Linked DNA regions of Pan troglodytes: region 1 is linked to region 2. The links are chromatin contacts, called in public Hi-C maps. All regions are on one chromosome and are shown on one strand. Each heading gives the region's core, a stretch centred on a gene start, on an enhancer-like site or on the middle of the called end of the contact. The rest is flanking DNA. Distances are from core to core; before and after follow the strand shown.

Region 1 (5,408 bases), core at 2,906-5,405, 130 kb after region 2:
AGTGTTCCCCTATGAGGAAATCCCTTTACAAGATCCCTGATACAATCTATTTCACTGTTTGCCAGCGTTTTAAAAAAAGTAAGTTCCTCCTTATTTCAAATCCTCAATCCTGCCTCCCTCAATTTCCATCTATTTGTTTTAGCTCTTTCTTAGAAAAGATCAAAACAAGCTTATCCTATGTACCCCCAACCTTGGATGTGCTGCTATATACACTCTTACCCAGGGCCTCTTTTCTCCAGTTGAAACATGCCCAGTTCCTTCAACTCTCATTTCTTATGCAATAACAGTGCCTGTATTTTAAAGATGCATGTATCATTTCATTTAAACCTCATCCTAAATCTATAAAAGTACAACTTCCTTCCTTCACTTAAAAAATTTACCTTATAAAAGAATGCTTAAGCTTCATAATTAGTCTCTCATGATGACAAACGTGCATATGTCTTACTCATCTTTTGTTTGTGGAAATGCTTTTTGAACCTAAATGAAGTTCTCAAAAGTCATACCAATGAGTCATTACTGGCCATTATTTATTTTTATTTATTTTTGAAGGAATGGGCCACGACATGCACAGCTATTAGCAGACTTAAAAAAAAAATCACACAAAACAATTAATTTGTTTAGCATAAATGCTTAAAGCAGGTTTTTTCAAGGTGTAGTCAATAGACCCTCTGAGAGTGCTTGCTAAAAATGGAGATTTCCAGATTTCTTCAGACTATGGAATCAAAATCTCTGGAATGGGGCCTTGGGGATCTATAGTTGAGGAAAAACCTACATAATCTTTGGATACCTTGGGGTTTAAGCATCATGGCATAAAGATTTAAATTCAGCTTTTGCCTCCTAAAGAAGACACTTTAAGCATCTCACCTGTAATCCAGGAATAAATCGAGTGTCCTTTTCAACCACCAGAAGTTCAGCGACATCGGCATTAAGAATAGATCTTGTGATTCCCCCTGGCCCAGGGCCCACTTCGTAAACATAAGCATTTGTCAGATTGCCAGCTTTCCTTACAATTTTATCTAGAGGAAAAAGAGTTTTAGTTATCTCAATTAACTTGGCAAATTTCAACGTATGAAATTTAGAGAGAAAAATCTTCTATAAAAATTCAGCCATTACCCAATCAATTGATCCTTTATGTATAATATTTATTTGACTATTTAACTCTCTACCTAAATTAACATGAAGTGGCAATCGAATATGCTACCACATCACCGTTGAACTGTACCAGTCCCTTAAGACACACAGGATTATCATGACAAAGTTTCTTAGCTTAAATTTAGCTAATATTGTAGTTTCTATCTGTCCCATGCAAATTCCTTTCAAACTGATTTGAAACCAACCGACTCCTAAGAACAGACTGGATAAGAATGCAGCACTTTTCTATAGTTATTGAACATTGAATATCTGAATAAGCAATACTAGTTTCACATTCAGAATCTTCAGTATTGCTAGTGAAATCCAAAAGCAAAAAGTGCTGAAGTCTCATTTTTATCTAGAGACATCTTGGTGGTGGTCAGTATGGCAATGGCAATAAGTTCTTAGATCGTAAGATTTTCAGAAATTTGAATTCTTAGTCATTTTCAGGAAAAAGTTAAATTGAGCAGTTGAGGGTTTTTAAAGCTTTGCACACATGCATGTTAATACAGAAAAATTAATTTTTTCATCAATCAAATTCAAGTTAGCAGCCCTTAAGACATCATAAAAAGGTAGAGTACTGACTCTGTGCAACCAGTCATCACATCTGGAAAAACACGCAATGGGCTGGTCTTAGTGACTTTGAGATATGGAAATCCAAGGAACTGGTCTTCCTAGGATAGTGGAAATTTAGTCACTAAAAACATACCAGCACTTCTTGTAGGTGTTCACAGTCCTATTTTTGCTTGTTTTCAACAACAAAACTTTGTCAGCTAAAATGTGGAAACTAGTTTCTCAGCCATCCAAAAATGGTTTAGTCTTTAACAGGGAGGGAATTAGCATCCACTGACCATCTTATCTATTATGATCGATTTACACACATTCTCACCTAATCCTTACATGTTAACCAAGGACTCCTATCCCAATTTCATTTCTCTTAACTTTTCAGTTTCCTTGTCTATTGTTTTATTTGTACAAGGTCATGGACTTCAACATAGGTATAAATCCTAAAGCCAATGCCTCTCAGAGGGAACAGGAATGATACATTATGGAATAAACTTAATACTCTCCTTCTTTAAAATGGAGAGCTACAACAGTAGGCAGGTCTCTGCTCTCAAACTTTTCAGGCACATTGAAATACAAATGAATATTAAAGAAGCACTATCAAATCAATGAGCTTGGATTTCAATCTTGCTCTCTTCTGCCTGAGCTTCTAACCTCAGGTAAGTACCCTCATCTCCTTTAACTCTGGTTCCCATAGAAAGAGTGGATAATATCTAGAATTTGAAACTTACTCCTGAAGATAAAGGCTCATGAGAAAATGTATTTGGAGGATTTGAAAAAATACACAGACCTATAACTTCTGCCCTGAGAATGGTGATTTATATTTAGAATGTGGCTAATAACAAGCAGAAAAGGCTGGTACTAGCTATTACTAGAACCAAAGAATTTTAGAGTGGGCAATCTTTTAAAGTAGCAGGCCCTTCTTCCAATTAAAAGATGAGGAAACTACTGGACATGGTGGCTCACACCTGTAATCCCAACACTTTGGAAGGCCGAGGCGAGTGGATCACTTGAGATCAGGAGTTTGAGACCAGACTGACCAACATAGTGAAACCCCGTCTTTACTAAAAACACAAAATTAGCTGGGCACGGTGGCTCACGCCTGTAATCCTAGCTACCTGGGAGGCTGAGGCACGAGAATCACTTGAACCGGGGAGGCGGAGGTTGCAGTGAGCTGAGATCATGCCATTGCACTCCAGCTTGGGCAACAAGAGCGAAACTCCATCTTAAAAAAAAAAAAAAAAGAGAAAACTTAAAGAGTTAAATTATTTTATCCAAAGTCATATTGGTACAGGCAGAATAAAGACTACATGTCCAAGAAATAAAACATTTTATGTTTTCTGGAGTGTGCTTCATTTAAGTGAAAATGAACTTTTTGGGTGTGATTTACTGCTCTTTTCAACTTCTGAAGTGGGACTAAATAGAATGAAATATGAAAATCTCAAAACCTAAGTACTCCAGCCGTGACTTAGTAGACTTATTTGTAATATATTTTTGCAACCTCATCTCATAGAACATCACTAAGCAATGGTGATGGTGGTTAAACCAATATATATTAATACATTCGTCAAAACTCATCAAATTGAGCACTTCAAACTGATTAATTTTATTGCACATAAATTATATCTCATAAAAAGTAACTTTAAACAATTAGGTGTGGGAATGTAAACTTGCTAAAACTAAGCTCCTCGAGGAAACACCGCCTTGTTCACGCCCACATCCTACCCCCGGCACTAGCACAATGTTGCTTGTGTAATATGTACTTATGAATGAATATTAGCGCCCCCGAGGCTTTCTTAGACTGAACAGGTAAACGTTTAAATAACGAATCATACGAGGGATACTCTTTTCACCAAGTTATTGATAAAATCCTCGCATCAATTTAAATTCTGGTAACTTTAAACTGCATGTAAAGCAAGTGCAGTCAGCATGTGCTGTACCATTTCAGAATGATTGATTTCACAGTGACCCAGATTCCAATATTCACTAGCGCCTTTCACGACCCATGAACCCTTCCTCCTCTAGGGAGCCTGGCCTGTACGCAGCCTGCCGGCAGGCTACACCCCCCCGAACGCGGAGTTTTGTGAGCAATCAACGCACTTCACGTGTCTCCTGGGCGGTGGGACCGGAGTTCTTCTGATACAAAGAGGTCGAAGGACCTGACCAAAAGCCCGTTGCACGCCAGTGCCTGGACACCCGCCCGCGGGGACGTGCAAGACCCCCCGGCCCACGCCCCCACAGACACTGGGGAGACATCCGGGGAGCACGGGTAAGCCATCCACCTGTCAGCCTCAAGTCCAGGAGGAAATTCTGTGATAGCTGCTTCGCTGCTTGCAGTCTTAACAACTTAATGATTTCTCGAATCGTGGGCAACGGAGGGAGACGGCAAGTGCTGAGTTTTCCGGAGGCAGCCATGATACGCGGCAAGCACCAGCCACCCCTAACTCACCCAGGACCTTCACCGCCGCTCCGAAAGAAGCGCGCAGGGGAGGAACCTGCGAGACCTAAGGCCCGCCTCGGAGCCAGCCCCATTGGTCAGACCTATCCCACCGGAAGCGATGACCGCGGACAGGAAATCCCGGCGTGCTGAGAGCGCATGCGCTAAGTCCTGCCGAGAGAAGGGCAGGCTGGGTGCTCGGCGGCTTCCGCCAGTGAGAGCGGGGGAGGAGCCGGGTGGGCTAGGCTTCTCCCGGGCGGGCTATGGGGAGAGCGCCCAGGAGGGCGGGACGAGGCGGGGCTTGGACAGGGTGGGGTTTTTCGGAGGAGTTGCTCTGAGAGGTGCAGCCGGTTTACTCCCGCCCTGAAATTCCCAAGGGCTTCCGGCCCTTTAACGTTCAAAATACCCGTCTGTGACTATTAGAGGAAAAGCGGGTGCTTAGAGGCAAAGCTATTGTTTGTTAGCAATTCTTTCTTACAGTGAGGTGTTTTTAGAACCGCCGCTCTGCAGATGCTGCATGACGGGTTTTTAACTTCGTTCAGCCTCAGTTTTTTCATCAGTTAAATGGAACTAATGTCTACCTCAAAATTGTGAGCACTAAATGAGAGAGATCGCCAGGTGTGCACGTTCAGAACATAGTGAACGCATGGCATTGGGTAAGCTCCCACGTGATCAGTGGTGGCTGTTATTATTTGGCAGATGAATAATTGGCCAGTGTAAAGAGGTCTTTCGATTTGCTAGGATTACAGCTAAGAACAGAGAGAAGACTGAAATATGAGTTCTGTCTTTCCGTTATACGAGATAAAACAACGAAGCAAAAAAAAAAAAAAAAAATTAAAGTTTCTGTGATAGGTGGGAGAATTTTGCTGTTTTAACCCTGCTTATGTTTGGACATTGCTGCATTGATCACAAATGAATTTTAAAGTTTCTGTTCCTCAATTAGTAAGTTTTTAAAAAAGCTAATGGAAAACGAAACAACTATGGGTATGGATATAAAAATGAGGAGTACTTTGAAATTCCAGTGGAAAACTCAACCACCTTCTATAAAAGCTGTTTTAAAAGGAACTGAGATAATCTCCTAGCTTTAAAAAATAGTGATGACTACCACAGAGGTAAGGAGATTTGCCCAACGTGGCATCAAAATGTAGACTGAAAGTACAAACTCTTGATTCAGATATCTTATTGTCCAAAACACAGTATACCTGACAAAGCATTATTTCACAGTTATATTCATTATTTTCCATACTCCTCACAGTGGTCCCATGTGAATGAGATT
Region 2 (5,275 bases), core at 1,343-3,842:
AGTAGATGACAATGTTGAGTATTGCATCCCTGCACCATATGAATATATGCAAGAACAGGTAAGTGTGCACTAGCTTCAGGAAGGGAAACTGAACCACATCTATGGCCCTTTAATTTTGAAAAATGTCATTTTTGGGGAAAATTCTGTTTAAATTTGGCATCTAGTTTGGAAACAGTCTCTATATAAACGGTATTTTAATAGCTTTCTTGTTTTATGAAAAATAGTGTCAAAGTAATTTTTTGAGGTATCATAACATGAGATCCTCTGATTTTGTTGTTTTCACCTTTTGCAGGTTTATGATGAAATAGAAGTCTTTCCACTAAATGTTTATGACGTGCAGCTCACGAAGACTGGGAGTGTGTGTGACTTTGGTGAGTGTAAGGAATGCCCCTTTCAGGGAATTGTGTTGTTCGTCTTTGCCTACTTTGCCCCAGTATCTTTGGACTTAATTTTTTTTCCCCTTACATTCACATTTTCAGAATATATGACAGTAGTTTCTGAACTTCCTTTCTCTTCCTTCATTTCTATTTATTGATATTAGCAGGTGACACAGATAGGTATTAGTATTAGAGGGAAATGCCAAAGTAATTAAATGGAATGAATATAAAATTGATGGGAATTTGAAAATATAGATTAATAACACAATGTACTGTATGCTGGTGCTGCTCTGAGCAGATCAACTCATGATTCATATGACAGTTGCTTTCATCTCTAGTGTCTTTGCCCTTAGTTTTCTCTTCCCACCTGGAATGCTCCCCTTCTTTCCTCTTTCTTCCCCCATCCCTCCTCTCTGGTGACATGAATCCTGCTGTCCTTCAAGAACTAACTCAAGGTCTTTCTTGAAGAAGCCGTATCTGATTGCTTTAGCTTTACTTCCTTCTTTCTTCCCTGAGTTTAACAGTTAAGGGTCAGCTGGGCGGCGTGGCTCATGCCTGTAATCCCAGCACTTTGGGAGGCCAAGGCGGGCAGATCACCTGAGGTCAGGAGTTCGAGACCAGCCTGACCAACATGGAGAAACCCCCTCTCTACTAAAAATACAAAATTAGCCAAGCATGGTGGTACATGCCTGTAATCCCAGCTACTCGGGAGGCTGAGGCAGGAGAATCACTTGAACCTGGGAGGCAGAGGTTGCAGTGAGCCGTAAGCCAAGATTGCGCCACTGTACTCTAGCCTGGGCGACAAGAGCGAAACTCCGTCTCAAAACAAAACAAAACAAAAAAACAGTTAAGGGTCAGTACTTCTGAAATCACTTCATAGCATCATTTCCTACATTTCTCCTTGATTAGATAATGATTGGTAAATACCTCCATAGAAACACTGAATGATTAGATAATGATTGGTAAATACCTCCATAGAAACACTATTTCTTACCTTGTTAAATATATTGATACATGATTTTTTCCTTAAAATGATTCAAACTAATAATAAATTAAAGTTTATAATATGTTAAAATGTCCTTTTTAGGATGCCTTCGTTTTTTAAAAATTTGTATAATCTTTTCTGACCCCCATGTTATTTTTTTATTTTTTATTTTTTTTGAGACATAGTCTTGCTCTGTCACCCAGGCTGGAGTGCAGTGGCATGATCTCGGCTCACTGCAACCTCTGCCTCCTGGGTTCAAGCAATTCTCCCTGCCTCAGCCTCCCAAGTAGCTGGGATTACAGGCGCCTTGCTTGCCACCACACCCAGCTAATTTTTGTATTTTTAGTAGAGATGGGGTTTCACCATGTTGGCCAGGCTGCTCTTGAACTCCTGGACTCAAGTGATCCGCCCACCTCAGCCTCCCAAAGTGCTGGGATTACAGGCGTGGGCCACTGTGCCCGGACCCCATGTTATGTTGGTTTTTCCTTTGAAGCCCTCTTAGCCTTTTTTCTCCTCCTCTTGGCCTTCACTGTGCTTTTTGTGGTTGCCATTTGTGTTCATCTTTGTATTGGAATGGATGAATGAAGACATTGCAAAGATACTCTCTGGTGAGACCATATTCTGCCAGCAGAAGATGCTCTCTGGTGAGACCATAATCTGCCAGGCTCTGCTGGGGTCACAGCAGAGACCTGGGGAACGGGACATCCTTGCTGTCCTCAAAGAACTCTCCGTATTAGGGGACCAAGACATGGAAACCTGTGCTCCTCACTGTGGCATCACAGAGGGGGACACTAAGTCAGGAGCCATGCATTCAGAAGAGGGAAGGTCTGCCTAGGATTTGCATGTAGTCTTATGTATTTAGGGCAAGCACCGTATTCATCCAAGCAGTTTTTCACCTTCTTAAAATGCTCAACCCCAAACATAGTTGTTTCTCAACAATTATTTGTTGTATTGAACTGAATTTCATGTATTTCAGTGAGAGTATTTTTTGCTGTTAAATTTGCCTAAATTTTTAATTGTGGTAATAGACATATGACATAAAATTTATCGTCTTGGCCACTTTTAGGTGTACAGTTTTGTGATGTTAAGTACATTCACAATACTGTGCTACCATCATCTATCTCTAGAAATCTTTTCGTCTTGTAAAGCTGAACTCTGTACCCATTTAACACCAATTCCTCATACTGTCCTTCCCCCAGCCCGTGGCAACCACCAGTTTGTTAATACTTTGTATCTCTCGGAATTCCCCTAGCAACCACCATTCTATTAATACTTTCTACCTCTCTGAAGTTGACTGCTCTAGCTCCTCACGTAAATAGTATCATACTGTGTTGTCTATTTGTGACTGACATATTTTACTTAGCATATTCTCCTCAGAGTTCACCCAAATTGTAGCATATGCCAAGATATTTTTCCTTTTTAAGACTGAATGATACTCCACTGTATGCATAGATCACATTTTGCTTATCCATCCGTCTACTGACAGACAGTTGGGTTATTTCCACCTCTTGGCTATTGTGAATTATGCTGTTATGCATGTGGGTGCATGGTCTCACCTTTGGAATAAAAGTTATGTTTTTATATTTCTTAAGCCTCTCGTTTGCCATTTTTCTTTTTCTGCCCCTGCAAGATATTTATACTTTCAAAATAGCTGTAATTTCGACTTTCTCAACATACTGTACTTATGAAAGATGTTCAAGGAGATACTGCCGATGTGGTTGGAGAAATTCAGTGTGGTGGGCTGAGACTTGCTTTTTCCTTTTGTTTTCATTCCTAGGGTTTGCAGTTACAGCGCAGGTGGATGAGCGTCAGCATCTCAGCCGGATATTTATAAGCGACGTTCTTCCCGATGGCCTGGCGTATGGGGAAGGTCTGTGTGGCACACCGTGCCTCTGTTGCCTCTTAATTTGAAACTGTGGAATACAGTCTGGCTAGTGAATGTTTCTTCTTACAGTTTTGTCAGAAAAAGTTTGCTCCTGGAATTTTAAAGAAAGTAAACGTAAGAGTTTAATTGGAAATGCGACCAAACACAGCGGCTCGCTCCCATAAACCCAGCTGCTCAGGAGGCTGAGGTGGGAGGATGGGAGGATTGCTTGAGCCCAGGAGCCCAAGACCAGTCTGGGAGACAGAGTGAGACTCCTGCCTCCGTAAAAAAGGACAGAGAGAGAGAAAAGAAAGAAAATGCATATGCCTATATATAGAGAGAGCATGTGTGTGTGTGTGTTTAAAAGAGTGAGTGTATACATATATATAGACAGAGGGAAGGAGGAAGAGAGTGTGAGACAGACAGGTGGACACGGATGGAACAAAGTTAACATGGGAACACTAGAAAAAACAACGAATGAGTGGTTCTCAGGAGGCTGAGGCACAAGAATCTCTTGAACCGGGGAGACAGAGGTTGCAGTGAGCTGAGATCTTTCAAACTGTTTCTTCGAATAGTAGCTGTGAGAGAGCTAACATTTGTTTTGCTCTTAGTGGCATCTAAATACTATACATTTTGGCCCTTTCATTCTTTTTTGTTTTTCTTATTTAAAAGACGAAGTCTTGCTATATAGCCCCAGGCTGGCCTCAAACTCCTGGGCTCAAGTGATCTTCCTATCTCTGCCTCCTGATTAGCTGGGACTACAGGCACCTGCCACTGTGCCTGGCTGGCACTTTCTTTGAAGAAAGCAACAAACAAAACAGTCCCTACGAGTACATGGTTTGAGTTTGCAGCCTTCTTTCATCTGAAAATATTTCTCACAGTAATCCCTCTCTCTTTTTTCTGTTTCTCCTTCCTTTTTCTCAGGGCTGAGAAAGGGCAATGAGATCATGACCTTAAATGGGGAAGCTGTGTCTGATCTTGACCTTAAGCAGATGGAGGCCCTGTTTTCTGAGAAGAGCGTCGGACTCACTCTGATTGCCCGGCCTCCGGACACAAAAGCAACCCTGTGTACATCCTGGTCAGACAGTGACCTGTTCTCCAGGGACCAGAAGAGTCTGCTGCCCCCTCCTAACCAGTCCCAACTGCTGGAGGAATTCCTGGATAACTTTAAAAAGAATACAGCCAATGGTAAGGCTTTGTTCTGTCTTCCTTCTTAACTGCTGGTATCAACAGCCAATATTTTTAGGCTGTAATTTTGCTTGCAAACTCAGATTATTTAAGCTGTTCAAAGAATGTTTTCTAATTTATTAGAAGAACACAGATGCCAACTGGAGTAGATTTTATCAAAATTTCATGCGTTTTAGTAATTATAGCGCTTTCATTAAAATAGAAAATAATTATTTTTGCACAAAATAACATTAAAAAAAAATCATGGACTCTTTAAAAATCACCCATAATGTTTAGTCTTGTAGTTCCTCTGTGATTGAAGGCAGATGAAAGCCTGCATAAATGCCAAAGTGGAAACATTTTTCTTATTTAGTTGAATCTAAGGCACAACCATTTTGCAGTCTTCTGTTGGGCTCTTAGAACAGCCCGTGCATTTCAGTTCAGTTATATCTTTTGTTAAGTACTACTTTATTAATAAACAGCAAACTTTCTTTTTTAAAATTTATTTTTATTTTTATTTTTTATTTTTGAGACAGAGTCTCACTCTGTCACCCAGGCTGGAGTGCAGTGGCACAATCTCAGCTCACTGCAAGCTCTGTCTCCCAGGTTCAAGAGATTCTTGTGCCTCAGCCTCCTGAGTAGCTGAGACTACAAACATGTACCACCATGCCTCGCTAATTTTTGCATTTTTAGTAGAGGTGGGGTTTCACCATGTTGCCCAGACTGGTCTCAAACTCCTGACCTCAGGTGATCTACCCGCCACGGTCTCCCAGAGTGCTGGGATTACAGGCATGAGCCACCGTGCCTGGCCAGTAAACAGCAAACTTTTAATGTAGGTCATGAATTTTAAAACTTTGTGAAGGCCTAAAAATGAAAAACTGT

The links. A called contact is a pair of places that touch in the nucleus more often than the background predicts.
Region 1: a Hi-C map of a lymphoblastoid cell line shows a contact between it and region 2, with 2.9 times the contacts expected there. The contact joins the promoter of TFB1M here to the enhancer-like site in region 2. A contact is called at or near these places in 2 of 7 Hi-C or Micro-C datasets (a lymphoblastoid cell line and stem cell-derived neural progenitor cells) and 1 of 1 datasets of contacts at active chromatin or transcription factors (stem cell-derived excitatory neurons).

The regions. Positions count from the first base shown.
Region 1 is chr5:167,283,207-167,288,614 of NHGRI_mPanTro3-v2.0_pri, forward strand. It overlaps TFB1M (transcription factor B1, mitochondrial), which reads right to left and starts at 4,156. Exons shown (of 7, transcript NM_001362392.1): 1 at 3,978-4,156; 2 at 865-1,016. The coding sequence starts at 4,110.
Region 2 is chr5:167,152,094-167,157,368 of NHGRI_mPanTro3-v2.0_pri, forward strand. It overlaps TIAM2 (TIAM Rac1 associated GEF 2), which reads left to right. Exons shown (of 28, transcript XM_009452282.5): 12 at 1-58; 13 at 293-371; 14 at 3,140-3,232; 15 at 4,151-4,414. Among named protein-coding and RNA genes, the nearest start is that of CLDN20, 94 kb to the right of the region's middle. Within about 2 kb of position 2,593, at least 3 of the 24 cell types and tissues checked have an H3K27ac peak or open chromatin away from gene starts, as enhancers often do. A contact at or near this core is called in a lymphoblastoid cell line, where this site is marked.